2 separate regions of the Mus musculus genome follow, and region 1 is linked to region 2. A link is a contact called in public HiChIP or PLAC-seq data. All regions are on one chromosome and are shown on one strand. Each heading gives the region's core, a stretch centred on a gene start, on an enhancer-like site or on the middle of the called end of the contact. The rest is flanking DNA. Distances are from core to core; before and after follow the strand shown.

What was found. HiChIP or PLAC-seq counts read pairs in DNA pulled down with a chosen protein or histone mark.
Region 1: an H3K27ac HiChIP or PLAC-seq map of thymic regulatory T cells shows a contact between it and region 2, with 6 times the contacts expected there. The contact joins two enhancer-like sites. A contact is called at or near these places in 2 of 115 datasets of contacts at active chromatin or transcription factors (bone marrow-derived macrophages and thymic regulatory T cells).

What each region holds. Positions count from the first base shown.
Region 1 is chr9:32,914,295-32,921,094 of GRCm38.p6, forward strand. The region is part of intron 1 of Gm27162 (predicted gene 27162); the gene reads right to left. Among named protein-coding and RNA genes, the nearest start is that of Gm27162, 11 kb to the right of the region's middle. Within about 2 kb of position 1,562, at least 31 of the 459 cell types and tissues checked have an H3K27ac peak or open chromatin away from gene starts, as enhancers often do. A contact at or near this core is called in thymic regulatory T cells, where this site is marked.
Region 2 is chr9:32,566,555-32,574,057 of GRCm38.p6, forward strand. No RefSeq gene overlaps it. Among named protein-coding and RNA genes, the nearest start is that of Gm31871, 24 kb to the right of the region's middle. Within about 2 kb of position 4,272, at least 24 of the 459 cell types and tissues checked have an H3K27ac peak or open chromatin away from gene starts, as enhancers often do. A contact at or near this core is called in thymic regulatory T cells, where this site is marked.

The DNA.
Region 1 (6,800 bases), core at 312-2,811, 350 kb after region 2:
CCCTTAACCACTTACCTTGAATTTTAAAAAGAGATGTAGCCATTTATTTGTATATGTGTGTGAATGCCTGTGCATATGTGGGTGCATATGCCTGTACACATTCCCTGGTCAGGTAGGAGTGTCAGATCCTTTGGAGTTAGATACTGGGCATTTGCGTGTTGCCTGCTTGTCACCTACGTGTAGGGATCCAAATACTGGTGTGACAGCTTGCACTCTCTAATGCCTTCTTTCCAGTCCTCTTTCCCTAAGTTTTAAATTATACATGAAATTAAATTTACTGCCTTACCATTTTACAGGGCCTAAATCCGTGGCACTGAGTGCATGACAGTGTAATGCAGCCACTGCCATGGTCATCTGCAGATCTATTCTATATCACATCCCCAAACTGAAACTCTGCACTCATGTAATACCAACTCCCAATTCTACCCATCTACACAGTGCCTGGTAACTAACTGCCATTCTATTTTCTTCCTGTACATGTTGAATTAATCTTCACACCTCTTCTGAATACCTGATCTATGTAGATTCTTGCAGTGTTTGTCCTATAGGATATGACTTATGTCACTTAGCAAGGGCCCGCTTATTCAGGTGGTATCTACCGTGTCCTGCCACTGGTACAGACCAGAAGACTCACACTTTGGCTTTGCTGGGCAAGATGTGTGTTTCTCTTGAGGAAGCACTTCTTTGGGTGATAGTGGGTGACCTAATTATTTAATGTCCTGGATTTTTTTTTTTCTTGCCTAAGTAAAACACCAATGTTGGTAGTTTCTGAAGACACTGTTGTGAGTCTATTTCTTTATTTACTCAACTCATTTTTTTTTATTAAGAACCACACACTTCCTAGGCTTTACTTGACCATGAAGTTGCTCATGGCCATCATTAGATTCTTTTTATTATTATTATTATTTTTTTTTTAGATATACACTGCCTAAAGAAGAAATGCAAGGTGTAAGCACACCTGTTTATTTTCATTTTACAATTATTTTGCTCATGAGTTTGACAAAATCATGAGGACTAGCCTCCATGCAGCCATATTAATTTCTTATAAGACACCAGAGGTGTCTTAGAGGACTGTGTGCCTGGAGACAGTGGAAGGAGGGAGCTAAAGGCCTTTCCATGTTGGAGAAGGGTTGGCTCCTGTTGTTCATGCAGACTATGTTCTCCAAAAGTATTTTTAGCTGAGTGTTTTCACAGGAAAGCTTTTGGAGCAAATGTAAAATGTGTCCAACAGGTACCTCCATGACAAGGAGATGCAGTCTGCGGGCCTGCCTTTCAGAGTAAAGGAGCTGAAACCAAAAGCAAAGGCCACAGGTGCTGCAGACAAGGGTAGCAATAAGAAGTGAGAGGCGTTTGGAGTGCGGAGGAACTGGACTCAGATCTGGTTGGTATTCTATTAATCTCCAGGGTCCTTAGCTACAGAAGAGGCAGTCATGACTTCAGTCTCAGAATATCTTTCTATCTTCTCAGAGAGATGTCAATTCCTGGGGACCCCCTTGTGGTATCCCTGACTCAGAAGGAAACTCATCAGTTACTATAGCACACCATCACAGACCACTTCCTGAAAGACTTTGGGTTTTCCCTAGAAGGCTCTTGTTCATGTACAGCCCTGCCAGGAACAACTGGGGACCAATAGTGGGGCAGCCTAACTGAAACGGTGACCTGATTTTTAACAAATATACACACAGCACAGTACACAAAGATAGCCACTGGGACAAGAATAGAGCTGCAGAGGAGAACTGATTTCTCCTCTCTCTAATCCCCTCTGCCACTCTCCATATGTGCATATGTGTGTGAGCATGCACACGCACACACACACACACACACACACACACACACACACACACAGACCCATGTCCACAGTTTGTTGTTTATGTTTTAATTTGTGCATCCTAAGTAGATACAGAAAGAAGAAAACCAAAAAATAACCTAGACCAGGAGAAGAAAGAAACCAACCATAACAAGGTTGCTAATGTTTTGATTTCATGTGATCTGGGATAAAAGGTATCAGGTGGAGGTGGGTTCTGTGGATGCCTCCATTTAGGAAGAGATGAGCAAAAAGAGTAAAAGCATTTCTTGTTTGGTGTCTTAGAATTGTCAATACGCTGGTAGTATTGTAAATCTGCAGCTGGGAGCAAAATGCTCTGAAAATCTTCTCATGATAGAAATCTGTAGAGCACACGCCTAAGAAGACACAGATGCACAGGCTGGTGAAGTTACTTTGAGCTTTAGCACTGCCTGGGTTTCTGAGCAGTCAAGACAATTACAGGAATATGAGAGGTTATAGTTTATTCATCATATTAAGAACATGTCTTTTCGTCTTTGTTGGTATGAATCCAAGTTATAAATGAATTTTCTGAATTTAGTATATAATCATGGAGGTAATTTTAAGATAGAATGAGTTACTTAATAATGTTTGTAAAGTTGAAACATTTAAATATTATATAAATTTATTTAAATAGTCAACAGTTACATTTAAACATAGTTTACTGTATTTTGTTACAAGTGTGTGTGTGTGTGTGTGTGTGTGTGTGTGTGTGTGTACGCGTGCCTGCATGCCCAGGTACACATGTGTAGATCAAAGGACAATGTGTGCAGTCAGTTCTGTCTTTCCACCACATGGGTTGTCAGGCATGGGGACAGATGCCTTTAGCCATTGATTCGTCTCACCAGCCCTTATTTATTAGTTTTTGCTATATCAAGTGTTGGATCCAAGCCAAGACTATAAGCCAAAAACTTAGCTGTTGCTTCTTAATCATCTGCTTGATAAAAAACCATCAAGATTAGCCTAGCTGTTACTCCTTCTCCAGTAACACTAGTCATTTATCTATGCCTTACATAGGAAGTTGAATTTTAACTTTTGGTTCTAATCTGTGGTAGGACCCAGAAACTGTTTCCTGATTGAAGAAATTTCTACAAGCTTTTAATACCAGATAAAACATGACAAAATTTGAACATTTGTCATGTTCTTAAGAAGTTTGGCCTGTCTTTTTGCTTTACTAAAAGGCCTTCCATCTTCTGTAAGGCTGAGCCCTGGGAGAATGTTGCAGGGAGCATGAAGACTATCTCAGGATGCCGTCCAGCTCTTCTGATAATTCAAAGAAGTAGAGAACAAGATCCTTGCCTGACTGGGATGAGAGATGGAGTCAGTCATGTCATTTTAGCCAAGGAGAGGGAGGGGATTCAGGTTTTCTATCTTCCATTTTAGTATTTTTAGTTCTGGGTGACAGAGGGTTTTTTAGATAGGAGAGGAACACAGAAAATCTCCATCATGTTTTCTAATCTCCGTGTTGTCATTATACTTTATTAGCACAATCAGACTGGAGACTGTTATAGTGAAAGTCCAGAGAAGCGAGAAGGGAACTCTTTTAAACACAGTGTTTCTGTTGTAGATGGTGATGAGAAATGAAGATCTCATTATTAAGAAATCAATAGCATAATTCTTAAAGTTCCCCCTGATTATCTCTCCTCTTGCCTCACCCTAAACACACACACACACACACACACACACACACACACACACACACACACACACACAGAACCAGCTAGATCTGCTTCCTTTCCTTGGTTCATCAAATTACACTCAACGCTTCTTTTTAAGAGATAATTAGAATTTACCATATGATGTTGAAATCAACAGCTACATGCCTTCTCTTACCTATGAATTCCTCAAAGATAAGGCTCAGTATACAATCTTCTTGAGATCACACTGATGGGTTATGTGTAATACCTCCAGACTAAATTTATGGGTGTCACTAGGCTGTGGATAAATTTGTTCAGATGGAATTCTTTGATTAGATCCACTTTTGAAAAATGATAAAACCCATCAGAAAAATGTATTCACTCTCAGACTGTAAAGTGGAAATTGCCCCTCTAAAGAAGCCACATGGTAGCCAGACCTGGTATCACAGGCCTCCCTTTCCAACCAATCTGGACGCTGGAGCAGGAGGATAGCAAGTTCAAAGCCTGCCTAGGTTACAAAGTGAATTCAGGAACAGCCTCAGCAATATAATGCGACCTCATCTTGAAACAAAACGTTAAGAGATGGCTGGGAGTGTGCCTCAATGATAAAAATGTACCTAACATTCACAGAGCCCTAGGCTCCATCTCTAATACAGTGAGAAAAAATAAATAAGGCAAAAAATGTTATATGTGCTATTTCAGGGGGAGGGGGTTATAACCTTAAGCATAATGAAGAATGTCAATCTGAAGACAAACCAAGTGAGTCTAATTTTTGAGTTCAAAATTGGGAAAAATCAAACAACTATATGCAACATGATGAAGAAGTAAGCAGTCTTTTTACTGCCATTTGAACTTACGGTTCCCTGTGTTTTATCAACATTTAGATCATGTCTGGAAAGGAGATTAAAACCTTCATGCCTAAGAAAATGATTTTTAAAAATCTCATCCTTATATACAAGTAGTAGTTCTTTCAAAGAAGATTAAACATTAAGGTCTTTAAGTTCTGATCTGTAGCCTAATGTTTTCTTAAAGAAGTGATATAAAGCATTAGAAAATTATTTATCAAAACAGTCTCCAGTAGAAATACAAGCTACAAATAGAACTTTTAAAAATTCCTAGTAGCATCAGGAAATAATTTCACCAAAAAGGTAATAGATACAAATTATAATAATTTATTATATTTAATCTAGTACATATAGAATATTATCATTTCAGTATGAAACAGTTATAAAACATTCATAAAATATCTTTTATCTTTTTTATACTAATTCTTTGAATCTCAGCATGTGTTTTATATGTAGCATACATTTTTGTGATAGCCACAGTTTAGTGTTTAATAACTGCATGTGGCCAGTTGCTGGTTCAGAAAACTAGTAACGTAAGAAAAAGTCCTTGATTTTTTCATATGGTTTTGCTCAAAAGATATTAGCATCCCAGCTTGAAGTGTCTATGAGGGCTGAATTTAGCCATCCTATTTGATAACCAAATATCCACCGACTTCCTGGTGTTCTTGGAGTTGTTCAAAGCACTGAGAATATAAGTTGTGAACAAAAAGCCCATATGTCCTCCCCCCCCCCGTGGCTACCGAGAGAGAGAGAGAGAGAGAGAGAGAGAGAGAGAGAGAGAGAGAGAGAGAGAATGTAGACCAGTGTTTTTCAATCTGTAGGTCATGAGCCCTTTGGCAAACCTCTAATTCCAAAAATATTTACATTAAAATTCATAATAGTAGCTGAGTTAAAGTTATGAAGTAGCAATGGAAATAATTTCATGGTTTGGTGGGAGTCACTGCACGAGGAACTGTATTAAAGGGCCATAGCCTTAGGAAGGTTGAGAACCGCTGATGTAAATCATGATCAGGGCCAAGTCAAAATCTCGGGAAGTGAAGTAGAGGATGTCAAGGCAGAAACTCCAGTCCTAAAAATAGCTGCCAGTTTACTTAAAACTGAGATTTGGTTAAAGACTCCTCCTCCTACTGATAAAATTCAATGAAAATTATGGTCTTGGGTACTGTTGACTTGAAGTAAGAAAAAGTAATGACTGCATAAAGCTATCTGTTCTTTTCAGACATAAGGCCAACCAGGGGCTAAGGGTGCAAAAATGAGTGAAACCCTTGGAGTTTCTTTGTTCCTGGGGCTTGTATCTGAAAGGTGGGCATTGGTTATATATTTGCAGAATGAACATACACAGTGATATGGTGCACAATGATATTTTGGTCAGTGGTATGAGTTCACATATGAAGTCCAATGATAGAGTACACATATGAAGTCCAATATAATTGTATATTCTCTGACACCATAGCAATCTTGATTTGCTAGTATATTTTATAATTATTTGGGATCTATCTCTATTAGCAAGTGACATATAAGCCTATATATGCATTATATCTATATCATCTATATCTATCTATCTCTATCTCTATCTCTATCTCTATCTCTATCTCTATCTCTATCTCTATCTCTATCTCTATCTCTATACCTATACCTATATCTATCTATCTATCTATCTATCTATCTATCTATCTATCTATCTATCTATCTATCTGCATCAAATCAGACTGAGCAGGATTGAGGGCTGTTTCTATTTCCCAAGTCAACATAGAAAAAGGCAGCAGAAGAATGTCCCAGAAGGCAGAGAGCATCTCCATTTGTGTGAAGATTCCATCTGCAGATGGCCCAGGAGTGAATTTAAGCGAATCTGTCTGGTATGAGTGGACATGGTTCCACTAAACCAAGTTGAACGTTAGGGTGGGAGCCATGGGTTCTTGTAAGCTGTGCTCATGATTTTGCTTTTTATCCTATGATCAATGGAGATCTATTGAAATTGTTTTGTTTTGTTTTGCTTTTCCTTTAAGACTTGACAGCAGGGAGTTTGGTAATATTTTGCTTGGAGTTGTGAACAGAATAGTCAATTGTGTCTCTCTTTATAGAGCTATTATTCTTTTATGAAAGACAGACAATAACCTGGGCCAATAGTGTCTACATTAAGTAGTGATAAGTGCTAAATAAAAATGTTGTGAGGTAAAATAAAAATAAATAATAAAATAAAGATAAAAATAAAAATAAATAATAAATAATAAAATAAAAATAAAAATAAATAAATAAAGGAGGATAAGGCAGAAGTGTGGGTCTAGGAATGGTAAATGGTTATCTTTCCACTAAGACAGCAAGGTTTGCTTAAATTATATAGTGATATGGTGATATAGTGTGGTCTTGTTTTGGAAAGTTTCATATAAAATCGATATATATATATATATATATATATATATATATATATATGTATATATACATATATGTATACCATGATCTCAGGCTACAGATTTCTTTATAATGAGAGATAGGAGT
Region 2 (7,503 bases), core at 3,022-5,521:
AGCAGGCTGTAACATCTTGTTTTGGTAAAGCAGCAGACAGAAGTTGGTTTGTCAGGACGGCCTTAGCCTCAGAGTGGAGAGGGTAAGCAAGAGCAGAAGAGAAGACTGTGTGTTTCGGAGGTTTCCCTTGACAGTCATATGTGCACAACCCTTCAACTTAAAAAGAACATTCATGGGGGGGGGGGTGTGTCCAACAACGTCTAACAAAAAGAGGTTGCTTACTTTTTAAAAGATGTTCTAAGGCAACTCTGGAGATGGGAGAGTTCTCTGTATGTCCTATCTTCCTGTGCTGCCCACTGAAGCCTGTGCTGAGTGAACAGACTAACTGAGAACTGGAGATAAACTAGAACCTCTCTCTTTGTTGCATCCTCTTTAGGGGAAAGCTTGTTTTGTCTTGTTTTTGTTTTGTTTTTTTGTTCATTTGTTTGTTTTGTTTTATCTCAAACATTAAAAGGAGTGGTTGTGTGTGTGTGTGTGTGTGTGTGTGTGTGTGTGTGTGTGAATGGATTTTTACAACAAAGAAAGCAGAATGATAACTATGTATAATATCAACTATCCCTCACTGTTTGGATGATCACCACCCCACGGGATCCACCAAATACTTTTAACTCTATAAAGTTTCCATTATTTCATTTAGTCAGAAAATTCTGCCAGCTAATATTTTACTAAGGCTGAAGAATTTTTAACCAGCCCTTTCCATATCTGCCAAGTTTGGAGAGATGGCATTGCTTATGTATCAGGTGTCCATAAAGTTTAGCTCCAGAAATTCAGATTATGTTTCCCATATTTATTAAAAAAAGGTTTCCTTTGTATACTGGATAGCTTGTTGTAGGCTCAGGAGTATATATCCTATTATTGGGGGCGGGGAGGGGGCGATTAATTCATATGCTCTGTCTAGGGGGTTTCAGCATCTTTATGTTCTTGAAGATCACTTAAGATGAAAGGCATTAAACTAAGGTAGACTTTAGGTATCTGGGCTTCTGTTTACAGACCCTCTCCATAATACTTATTTCTGGTGCTGGGCATCAAAGAAAAAAAAACTAAAAAGTCGGCCCTGTCCTTTTAAAAAATATGTCAAAGGCCCCCAACTCTTTAACAACACAGGAAATGTCAAATATTATATGGATATAAATAACTCAGTAAAACAGGGTTACAAGAACATCTGGCTTTGCACAGTTCCACGTACTTGGCTGGCGCAGAGATATTTCGGTAATCCTATCCAGCCATTGGGCTGGGAGAGACGGTGGGGCACAGAAGGGAATTGGAGTGTGGAGTGAAAACTGGGCTTGTAAAAAGGTCTGAGCTGTTATCTGTCTAACCCACCCTAATCTGTTCAGTCATTTGCTCTGGGGGCTCTTAAGAGAGGAACGCTGACCCCCCTCTGGAAGCCAGTCTCTTAGACAGATGCCCTCGGGATCTCAAGGTTAGGGATGAAGGGCAGAAGGTTAACGGCCCTCAAGGAGTGAGCTGCCCCAGTGATAACTGCAGAGATCATTTTTTAAAAGGGACATCTCAATTTTCTAAGAACGTCCAGGTCTATTTGGGCTCTGATGTTCTGGAGGCCATCTGCAGGGAAACGGTGGCCTGCCTCTCCTTTGTTCTGGCCAGCATGTCTCTTGTGTGACGGGCTCAATTCTTTGCTTCTCTACCTCATTTCACTGACCCACATTCTCCACTGGAGATTTTCCTCTTACTTTAAGGTCTGGTTTCCTTGGGTTTTCGGCAAACTACCACTGGGGACAGGCAAGCTGTGTGCAATTCAGACTGCTTGGTGTTCACTTCACTCCCATGCACTTAAAAAGAAAGTAACCCCTCAAACACACACACACACACACACACACACACACACACACACACACACACACACGAATGCATGCTCATGCACACACATACACTCATGCATGCACTCACACACATGCATGCATGCACACACTCATGCACGCACACATGCACACGCGCATCCACACAGGAAGTTGACATTTATGGTTTTCCTCTACATCTAAATTATGAAATCCAGCCTCATTGGGAATAACTAAGAGCAACGTCATCATGTCAAAGAGAACAGAGAGAAAGAGAAACACAGCTGTGCTGCATCTTAGGTGCTCCGGCCCCATCAAGTCCCATTTTCACTAATTCCTCTGTGGATATGAGAGACTATTGTGGGCCAAGCACCTTTGTGGGTGAGTCTCCAAACCTCACCTGTCCTTCAAGCAGATTAGCAGCTAGTGGAGATTCACTGTTACCAAGACTGTGCAAGGCAACACTGTGTCGCAGTAGAGTGCAATCTCTATTTTAAAATAAGGCAAACCATTTAAAACTGATAAAAACAATCCATTTGACTGTCTCTTGCCAACCTTTGGCATATCCATTTGTATTTGTATCTTTCCATTTTTTCGACAGTGCTTTTTTTAAAAAGTATTATGTTTTAATCTTTTTGATAATTGGCCCTTCATGGTTGATTGTATTTTTAAAATATATTTGTAGTTAAAATAGCATTACATCACTTTCTCCCTTCCCTTTCCTACCTCTCCTTTCTTCATGTCTGCCACTCTTAATTTGGTAGCCTCTTTCCTTTAATTATTATTGCTACATACATATGTTACACTATATATGCATATATATATATATATATATATGTATGCACACACATATGTGTAGGTATGTGTATATGTATATGACAACATATGTATGTGTGTATATGTGTGCACAAATGTACGGACACAACCTTCTGAGTGTGCTTTTGTCGTCTGTGTGTATGTGGTTTTATAAGGGACCACTCTGCATTGAATGGGCGATAAAAGGACTCACCTCTAGGTGTGGCTAATTCTCCCTCTCTCTACAGTCATTAGTCACATTTAATTTCTTGTCTAGGGTGGGACAGGACCTATGGAATTTCCCCTTCCATGTTAACATGACAATTACCATTGTTCCAGACTTGTTTGTTCAGCCATTTCTAAGAGAGACCGTTTGGCAGCACACATCCTGGTATCCTGCCTTTTATAATCTCCCCTCCACCATCCTCTATGATGTTCCCTGAGTCACAGATGCAGAAGCTGTAATGGAGGTTTATCTGTTAGGGCTGGACTCTTTCTGGTCTATGTGTCCTGGTGTAAGTTTCTGTGGTGCTCTCCATTTGATGCAAACAGTGGCTTCTTTGATGAGAGGCAGGAGCTGCACTTGCCTGTAGGTATAAGGAGAAAATTGAGAGCATTGTAAGGAATTGTGTTGGTCTAAGGAAGTAGAGGTAGTAGATTCTTTTCCAAGGTTCATGATCTAAGTAGCCCCGGCTAGATTTCTATTGCTGTGCATAAATTACCTCGTCTTGAGTGGGCTTTAAGACCAACTAGAAAGATGTGGGTTACCAACAGTATGTGAGAACCGCCCTTTGCACCTTTATGGATAGTTTTTCTCCCTCCCTCCCTCCCTCCCTCCCTCCCTCCCTCCCTCCCTCCCTCCCTCTCTTCCTTCCTTCCTCCCTTCCTTTCTTTCATTTGTTCTTTCTGTCTTTCTTTCTTCCTTTCTTATGTCCTTCTCTCCTTCTCTTTCTTCCTTTCTTCCCTCCCTCCCTTCTTCCCTTTCTCTTTCTCTCCTTATTTCTCTCTCTCTCTCTTTCTTGACAAGGTCTCCCTGTATATCTTTGGCTAGCCTGCAACTTCCTATGTAGATTAGTCTGGCCACAAATTCACACAGCAACCTTCTTATGCTTCCCGAGTACTGAAGTACTGAGACTAAAGGTATGGTCATCATTCTCAGTTGCAACAGTATTCTTGTAACTGTGACCAAAAAAAAAAAAAAAAAAAAAAAAAAAAACATCTTAGGGAAGGAAGGGTTTATTTTGGCCTACTGTTTCCTAGCCGTGGGATGTGTGGTCGTGAGAGCAAGAGGTCACAGTATACACAGCTAGGAAGCAGAGGTGATCTGATGCATGGTTGCTCTCCCCTTCTTATTCAGAGACACTAGCCCCTGGGACAACAACACCCACCTTTCTGCCAAATCTTCTCACCTCAATGTAATCTAGAAACATTTCGGAGACTTGTCTCTTAGTGATAAGTTTTCCTGCCAAGTTCACAGTACGGATCTTCACAAACGGCATTTCTGGATGTTATCTCATCCTTGGGTAAAACCAGTGAGATGGGGAGGTGCAAAGCTCAACCGATGAATGGCTTCATGCTTCAGCACCAGGAAGTGCCAGCACTCCAGGATAGGAAGTGGAGGCACTCTAGTATAGGAAGTAGCAGTTCTCAAGCACCAGGAAGTGAAGGCACTCCAGCAGAGGAAGTAGCAGCACCCTAGCATCAGGAAATAGACACACTCCAGCAGAGGAAGTGGCGGCACTCTAGTGTCAGGAAGTGGCAATGAGACTGATTCCTTTCAAAGCAGGTTAGAAGACTGAGTTGAACTGAAAGAAATCTCTTCATTTAGAGTGATGATTTAGTTCTTCATGGTTCCTGGAGCCCCCAGAGTGCTCCCTTTAAGGCCTGTATTTTGTGCCCTTCCTCAAATGACCATATTCTTTCTGTTCCTCAGTTAACTGGTTGATCCAACTGCTGTAGATTAAACGCTGGCAAAAATGTTTCCAGACTGATTGATTGATTAGTTTTCTGTACTGGAACCCAGGGCCCCTCGAATGTTAAGAACAGTTCTATCAACAATCCTCACGCTCAACCTCAACCATTTTGTATCTCGAGCACTCTGTAGATGCTAGAGTCTGGTCTAGGACAGTCCTTCATTTCAAATCAGGTAAAGAAAGACCTGCAAACACCACAAGGGCCCAGTACATAAGCGTTATGGGCTCTATGTTAGAGGTGAGAGGAAAACAAAGATTTGAGTAGAATGTGATGCATTCAAAGCTATTAACTGCTCAGGGCAAGCTTGGCAAGGAATACTCCTAAGTCTAGTCACATTCTGCATGCAGCTCTTTCCTCGATGGCTCCCTGTGGTCTTATGTTAATTGGATGCTGTTCTTGTTCCTTCTGTAGATTTGACTTCCAAGTGGTCTTGGCATCATAGTCTTACTGTAGGCTGTAGAGGCTGTGTGGCAAGTTCCCTGGGAAGTTTCTTAGGCTTATGTGATGGCAGGAGCCCAGATGCCCCTCCCTTTGCCACATCTAGCCAATCCACAGACCAACTCCCAACTGAGGTCACCTCCCAATCCGCTTGTTTTTCTGTGATTACACTCCACCCCTTCCCATCTCGAGCTGTTCCAGGGATTTGATGGAACAAATTCCACCCAGGCACCTCAGTGACACCTCAGGCACACTTCAGGAAATGGAAGCCGACAGAAGCTCCTGCCTTTCTGCTGTTGCAAAAGTGGCTTAGTGGGGCAAGACGCCAGCTTAGAGCCCTTGGCTGGAGCTAAGAGGCCTGCAACCCCTTCCCCAGAGATGGGAGTGCCTGGGGGCCAAATGCCTTGGCAGCCTTGACATTAAACACTCAGGTGAGCCATTTTCCATCTGGCTTAGAAACCCTCATTATATTGTCAAACAAGGCTGCAACATGCAGAAGAAACAAAGATGGATTCTTGCTGAGTTGGGGATGAGAGGCAGGAATTGTTTTACACTGATGTAAACATCTCTGATGCTGAGATCCCAGGCACTGTTTTCCCTGACACAGAAGCAGGGCAGGGAGGGTACAACATGGGGGCTTCCTGGTACTTCCTAGGCCCATCCTGCCTGTGGCAGGGAGGAGCAAGGCCACACTAGTAATGACGCCCTTCTATCCTGTTCAGAGTTCTTCCCAACCCATTGTTCAGGACCTTCTTCCTATTGTTGGAGCCCCCAGCTGCTGCTTTCTCACAATCCTCCTCTGCAGACCCCAGGGAAATTGGTTCTGTTGCTGCTGTTGTTCTTAAGAATATTTTTCTTTAAAAATTTATTTTTTTGTGGTGGCGGAGGGAGGCTGGAGAGATGGCTCAATTCCCAGCAACCACATGGTCACTCTCAACCATCTGTAACAGGATCGGATGTCCTCTTCTGGTGCGTTTGAAGACAGCAATAGTGTACTTATACATAAAATAAACACATTAATATTAAACATGAACTCAGGTCCTCATGTATACAGCAAAAGGGTCCAACTGAGTCATATTCTCATCTATCTCTAGCCCATTTATTACCTCTTATATTTTTAAGTATTTTTTTTAAGATAGGGTTTTACTATGTATTGCAAGTAGGCCTTGAACTTGTGATCCTCCTACTACCGACTCCCAAATTGCTGGGGTTACACATTCTTGTCAGCAAGCCTAGGTTAAAATAACCTTAAAATAACTTTTCTAAACAGAGTTCAATTTAACATTAGTTATTTAATCCTAAGGATGCTCAAAAGCTGTATCCATGCCAGTGTTACTGGGGAGTCTGCTGGGATGGTATAGGATGGTTGTAAACTACATGAAAGCCCTCCAGAAGACTGTACCAGAGTCTTTCTGGCAAAGAGTATTGCATTTTGGACAGTTTAGAGCTAATGTTTGGAAAGTGTATCTTTTTAAGAAGTCAATATTGGGAATTGAACTAAGGGCCTCATACATAGGAGCCAAGTACACAGTCACTGAGCTACAATCCCAGACCGAAGGCAATGGCTTCCTTCCTTCCTCCTCTTCCTTCTCCTCTTTTAGTGGTATAGGTGATTGAATCTAGGGCCTCAGTGTACAAGACAATCCATCCTATCACTGAGTTGCAATACCAGCCCTATAGTCCCCCCTTTCATGCCCCCTTTAGCCCTTGACTTCTGCCCTAAGTTTGCTTTGCATCAGCAGAACACGTTTCTCGCACAGAGCTCCACACTGTTTTCTTTTTTATTCCTGTCTGTGACTCCGGTGGTGTGTATGTTGGGGGCCCAAGGTTGATGTCAGGAAGCTTTCACCATCACTCTTCCACCTTGCCCTTGGAGTCAGGCTCTCTCAATCAAACTCAGAGCTCACTGAAGTAGTCTGGCTCGTCAGCTTGTTCCATGGAACCCCTGTCTACCCAAGCTCTTCCCCATTGTTTTAACAGTACACTCGACTCCCTAGCTTTCAACTTTTCAGACACAGTCTTACTGTGCAGCCCTGGCTGGCTTCAAACTCACAGAGGTCTGTCCATCTCTGGTTCCTGAGCATTGGGACTAAAGGTGCTTGCCAGCATACCCAGCAGCTTTGAATTTTGAGGTTCCCTGTGTGAGGATGTCATTACTCCACGTCAAACGCAGCTCTATGTTGCAGCTTCACCTTCTAGTCCCTTTGGTGTTATCAGAACCCCTCCCAAATGGCTCGTGTCTGTCTGACTTAGCAGCCTCCTCCAGCCTCAGTGATTGGCTCAAATGTGGTCATGTGTACTAAGGTAGTCCAGTCTGAGTGGATACAGGCTCCTGCACTCCTGTGCAGCTCAGTCATGAGTATGAGACACGAGCAACCACCACAGCTATTTTGTGGTCATGAGAGAACTTAATCTGAGGATGAAGTAAAACACTAAAATGGACAGAAAAGAACAAAATTTCAGGAAAAGAGAGCAGATTGGCCACACTAAACCTCAT